2 separate regions of the Capra hircus genome follow, and region 1 is linked to region 2. Evidence: chromatin contacts called from public Hi-C data. All regions are on one chromosome and are shown on one strand. The core of a region is the stretch at or near the end of the contact, and the rest is flanking DNA. Distances in the headings are between cores, read along the strand shown.

What was found. Hi-C and Micro-C count contacts between places; a contact is called where the count stands out from the background.
Region 1: a Hi-C map of blood shows a contact between it and region 2, with 4 times the contacts expected there. The contact joins the enhancer-like site here to the promoter of ST3GAL5 in region 2. A contact is called at or near these places in 2 of 5 Hi-C or Micro-C datasets (both in blood).

What each region holds. Positions count from the first base shown.
Region 1 is chr11:48,644,153-48,647,209 of ARS1.2, reverse strand. No RefSeq gene overlaps it. Among named protein-coding and RNA genes, the nearest start is that of ST3GAL5, 71 kb to the right of the region's middle. Within about 2 kb of position 1,344, at least 1 of the 5 cell types and tissues checked has an H3K27ac peak or open chromatin away from gene starts, as enhancers often do.
Region 2 is chr11:48,573,632-48,576,643 of ARS1.2, reverse strand. It overlaps ST3GAL5 (ST3 beta-galactoside alpha-2,3-sialyltransferase 5), which reads right to left and starts at 1,589. Exons shown (of 7, transcript NM_001314180.1): 1 at 1,492-1,589. The coding sequence starts at 1,576.

The sequences.
Region 1 (3,057 bases), core at 95-2,594, 71 kb before region 2:
AACTGGAGGGGGAAGATGGGAAAAGCCTTTTGTGGGGTGGGGGAGGGGGCTACTGGGAGCAGCTCGGCAGGGAGCAGTGGTGGTGGTTCTTGTAACACTGTTGCTCTTTGCTTCCTGCAGGCATGAATCTGTAAGTAGCTTTAACCTCCACTTTGTTCCTATAGCAATCCAACCCCTTTATCACTAAGGCTTTGTGTTCAAGCCTCTCTGTTTAAAATATTTCCAGTGCTTTCCATTTCGCCCATTGGACTGACAAAGGTCTCATTCTGTTCTTTGCTTTTTATGCTCAGCTCTTTGATTTGAAGTTAGATCCATCTTGTAGCATCTACAGCAGGTCCGGTTGCCTCTAACTGCTATGTCGTACTTCATGGGGTGTACATGGGCCACGCTGGACCCATCTGCTCCTCCAGGGTGGACACCTAGATTGCATCCACCAACATGCTATGATACATATTTTTATACGTTTCCTTTTTAGACCTGTGTGAGAATTTATCAGCAATTAAATTATGTACCCAGGATTGAAATTGCTTTGTCATAGGTCAAAGGTCTCTGCTACTTTTGGCTAAGCATTATAAGATCATGATCTTGAGTAGCACACTTCCCTATTAGATAATATTAGATAATGCTACAAATGTTGCTGTTTAGTTGCTAAGTCGTGTCTGACTCTTTTGTGACCCCATGGACTGTAGCCCACCAGGCTCCTCTGTCCATGGAATTTCCCAGGCAAGAATACTGGAATGGGTTGCCGTTCCCTTCTCCAGGGGATCGTCCCGATCCAGGGATTGAACCCAGGTTTCTTGCATTGGAGGCAGATTCTTTACCATCGGAGCCACCAGGAATTTGTTACCTGCGAGATGTTGCCTATCAGTTGCCTAAACTGAGTCGTTTAGTGGAAGAGCCCTAGAATTTTCTGCATTTGGAGTCTGAGATCCAGGCTAGCTGGGGAGGAGGCAATGTCCTGCAGGAGACGGACAGGCTAGGCTGTGGCTCTGAAGACTTGAGGGGGAGGCCCCACTGCAGACCTGGGTGTGGGAGAAAAGAGAGCCAGGGTGACCTGTGAGAGTGGATGATTTCTCAGGAAGAGATTACAATCGAAGGGGAAAAGAAGAGAAGATCAAGAGCAGAGACTTGGAGGGGGGAAGGTGAACCCAAGAAGTGGTCAGAGATAGAGCAGGAAGGAGGGAAGTAACTTCAGCTGAAGAGGAGGCCTGACCCGCACAGGAAAGGGGCCAACCAGGAAGGAGGGAAGTAACCTCAGCTGAAGAGGAGGCCTGACCTGCACCGGAAAGGGGCGGACTCCCTGCTCTGGAAGCCCTGTGCTCTGAGAGCTGCCATACACCATATAGACACAAGGTGGCGAGGTGGCGCTGTGGTCCATTCTAACAGCCACTCCTTTTAGTGTTGGGATTTTCTCCCTACTGCGCTTCCAAGGTGGTGCAGTGGTAAAGAATCCGCCTGCCAAGGCAGGAGACACAAGTTCAAGCCCTGGATTGAGAAGATCCCCTGAAGAAGGAAAATGGAAACCCATTCCAGTATTCTTAACTGAAAAATTCCATGGACAGAGGAGCCTGGGAGGCTACCATCCATGGTGTCACAAAGAGTCGGACGCAACTGAGCAAGCACCCACAATTTCTTCCAGGCTACAGTCCATGGAGTCGCAAAGCATTGGACATGACTGAGCGACTAACACTTTCAAAGGGAAATTAATTTGTGTTGCCCTCCCCACAACCCTCTCTCCCCATGCCCTCTTTTTTTGTTGTTCAGTTGCTCAGCACGTCAGGCTTCCCTGTCCATCACCAGTTCCCGGAGCTTGCTCAAACTCGTGTCCATCAAGTCGGTGATGCCATCCAAACATCTCATCCTCTGTTGTCCCCTTCTCCTGCCTTCAGTCATTCCCAGCATCAGGGTCTTTTCCAGTGAGTCAGTTCGTCGCGTCAGGTGGCCAAAGTATTGGAGCTTCAGATTCAGCATCAGTCCTTCCAGTGAATATTCAGGACTGATTTCCTTTAGGATTGACTGCTGGATCTCCTTGCAGGACAAGGAACTCTCAAGAGTCTTCTCCAACACCACCGTTCAAAAGCATCCATTCTTCGGTGCTCAGCCTTCTTTATGGTCCAATTCTCACATCCATACATGACGACTGGAAAAACCATAGCTTTGACTAGACAGACCTTTGCCATCAATGTTTCTGCTTTTTAATATGCTGTCTAGGTTGGTCATAGCTTTTCTTCTAAGGAGCATGCGTCTTTTAATTTCATGACTGCAGTCACCATCTGCAGTGATTTTGGAGCCCAAGAAAATAAAGTCTGTCACTGTTTCCGTTGTTTCCCCATCTATTTGCCATGAAATGATGGGACCAGATTCCATGATTTTAGTTTTTTGAGTGTTGAGTTTTAAGCCAGATTTTTCACTCTCCTCTTTCACTCTCATCAAGAGACTCTTCAGTTTCTCTTCGCATTCTGCCATTGGGGTGGTGTCATCTGCATATCTGAAGTTATTGATATTTCTCCCAGCAATCTTGATTCCAGCTTATGCTTCATCCAGACTGACATTTCGCATGATGTACTCTGCATAGAAGTTAAATAAGCAGGGTGACAATATGCAGCCTTGACATACTCCTTTTCCAATTTGGAACCAGTCCATTGTTCCATGTCTGGTTCTAATTGTTGGTTCTTGACCTGCACACAGGTTTCTCAGGAGGCAGGTAAAGTGGTCTGGTATTCCCATCTATTTAAGAATTTTCCACAGTGTGTTGTGATCCATACAGTCTAAAGTCTTTAGCATAATCAATGAAGCAGAGGTAGATGTTTTTCTGAAGTTCTCTTGCTTTTTCTATGATCCAGTGGATGTTGGCAATTTGCTCTCTGGCTCCTCTGCCTTTTCTAAATCCAGCCTGAACATCTTTAACAGATGAGAAACCCAGAAAAGGATGTAGTTTGTCCCAAAGCATACAGGGGTGTCATGCATGTCATGTGCAAGGGGTACAGCAGGGCCGAGCTACTCACCAGGCCCAGCTCTCCAGCACCACCTACTTTTCAGTCTTATCAGCAGTGAAAT
Region 2 (3,012 bases), core at 340-2,839:
CAGTCATTAATGTGCATGTTTATCACTGATGCCTGTCAGCCCTCTCCCTCTCTCTTCCACAAACACCTTCATGCCTTCTCACCTCACCCATTTTTTTTTCTCGCCTAGAGGAAGACCCAACAACTAATCATAACCAAGATTCATTTCATCTCACAGAAATAGCGTCCCTCAGACACCAGACAGACCTATGAAGCGGTTCACTATACTCTGGTCACAGGGCTCTGCCCGTTTACATCAGTCTCTCCTCGTCCAAGCCCTGGCTGGAATTCAGGTGATTCCTGGCTCTACAACTAGAAATGTAGGACATTCTCCTAACCTGTCAAGCTTTCAGGATTAGGCGAGTGAAACCACAACTCATCCTGACAGTTTCTGCTTCTGTGCCCCTTCACTCAGCAGACAGGATTCCTCCCCAAGGTTCCTCTCTTCTGTGGAAGCAGATTATCAAGTGGAGGGCTCAGCTTAACACCAGAGGGCAGGAGCCACATCTCCTTCCTCTTTGTAATCCCAAAGTCAGATCCATGCTTGGCCTGATGAGCAGGTAAACCAAAGGGGCAGATGTACGCTGGCAGGTAAAAACCATTTTCCTTTTTAAACAGACTGATACTTAATGAAGCAAAGGCCACAGGCATGAACTAAGACATGAAGACAAAAAATGTGTCTTTCCAGTGAGCTAGTGATTCCGCAGGACCCTCTTCATTGGCGAACACATTTGCCATCAGAACCACAGAACCAGGGGCCTGAAAGGGACCTTGGCCATCTGCAGGACAAGCCTCCCACTACAGATCAGGAGATGGAGTCTTACAGGGGGATCAGCGTGGCCAAGGTCACCCACCTCTTGTGGGGTTGGGCAGAACCTAGCTTCTTCCTATTCGAAGATGCTCTCAGAAAATCTTGTATTACTTAACACACTAAAGGCGCATATGAATGCACGCCCATGTCAAGCTACTCCTTACAATTCAGGAAACACCAAAGGTCACCACAAAACGTGTCTCTTCCGCAGGGCTGGCCGCACAGAGTGGGCACAAAAGGTCACTGGCGAATTTGTACCTGCAGACACTGCACATCACGCCTTCCCGATGGATGCGAAAGGCAGTCGCCGGAGCTGCTAGTCACCGAGGGACCCCCAATCCTGTCCCGGGGAAATGAGCTCGGAAGCTTCGAGCAATGAATTAAACCTCAAGTCGCTGCGGAACACAGAAGGGAAAGGGACACCGCGCCTGGAGCGCACATCCCGGTCGTTCACCCCTCCGTCTCCACCGCGTCCACACTTGCGCGGGCCGCGGCGTACCGAGCCGGTCCGCTCCGCGCGAGGCCACGACGCCCAGCCCGCGCCCCCGCCAGGCGCATTTGGGGGAGCCGTGCCCTGGGCGCTGCCCGTAGGAGGCTGGGGCGGAGCCGCCGGGCCCAGCCACGCGGGGGCAGGAACCGATCGCCGCCGCCGCCCCCGGCCAGCGGGCCCCGCTACGCCGAGGAGGGGGCTGCGCCACGTACCTCGGCCGGCAGGTGCCGCCGCCGCCGCCTCGGTTCGCGGCTGCAGGGGACGCCGCTCCGCGCCACCCGCCGCCTTCTTTCGCATATTAGGGAGCGGGCGCCAGCCTGCCTCTAGTCCCGGGCCCCGCGCCCCGGCCCGCCCCCAGCGCCGCGCTAGCGCCCATTCAGTCCCAGACCGAGCGCTCCCCGGCTCGGATGCGGAGGAGGGGCGGGGGCGGGCCTTGGAGTCACGAGGACACGAGAACCAATCAGAGCGCGCGAGGGCTCCCGAGGCTGCCTCCGCTCCCTGGACTCGCAACCCTCCACCCAGCTGGCCTAGGGGAGCCGGGCGCCCCCAGCTGGACGCGCGTTGGGCTGTGTGCTGGCGCTGACGGGGTCCCAGGCACCCACCGCCCTCTAGATCTCTGCGCGCGGTTAGATGGTGAAGGAACAAAAGGTGTTTGGACTGAGTATAGGCTTTTACTGCGCAGAGCACTCGTAGACGCGGAGCCGCTGAATGAAGGGGCTTTATGGAGTCACGTGCTTTATTCTCTGGGATGGACCTGCAGACAACACTGGATTGGAGTTCCTGGGGCCCTGGAGACAACAACGAGAGCTGCCTGAGTGTATCTGGAGATTTACTGAACAGTTTTATGTTGTTCCAAGTATTGGAGAAAAGTGAGAGAGCACTAATTTCGGGGATGGGTTATTGAGACTCAGCAGAAGTGAGTCACACTAAATCTTTTAGTGGCAGAGTATGAATGCGAACCTGCGTTTGGAGCGCTCATTTCCGTATCTCTGGAGTCCCCCTTGAATCTGGAGAGGAAATGTCATACAGTTTTTTAAAGCGTGAATATTCGTGAATCCCCAAGTTCAGGAATTAAAAGACTTGAAAGCACACGATATGTTGTTTCTTTAATAGAGCCAGGTGTATATTATGCGCCTTGCGACATTTCTGTGCAGTAGGACTTGTTGAGTCTTCAGTAAGGTCGGTGAAGTTGTTCTGCCTTCAGACTTTCTTTTGGGGTTGGCGAACACAGGGCATCGCAGTCATGTGCCTGTAATGTAGGTTATGGTTCCAGTTTGAAAAGCAAGATCCTAGACACGGAGCCAAATATATTTGCATAAACGGAGAGTCTTGTCACTTTTTTTTGTTTTTTTGCAACAGTTGGCGCACGGTTTGCACAGTTCTAAACAGGACTTGGAGTTGTCTGTCCTCTTCCCCAGCTGGGGGCAGGGGGACTGGGGGGAAAATGTGGGATCTTGGGTAACAAAGATCAAGAGGGAAAACTTGGAAAGGAAAGCATGGAAGGACTGCCTTCACACCTTTCAAAAGGATTTTGTCCTAAAAGTGTTTCTCGATTATTTAAAGGTGAGGACATGTGAGCATTTTTAAAATATTGGAGGAAAAGTTGTCACTAGGAGATCTGAATTCTGAGTGTTGGCCAAGGCTGGCTAGCAGAGCCGAGGCCTAGCTCTCTGGGGTCAGTGACAGCTGCAAGGAGAATGCTAAGCACCTCCAGCCCCTCTCTCTTGGAGATA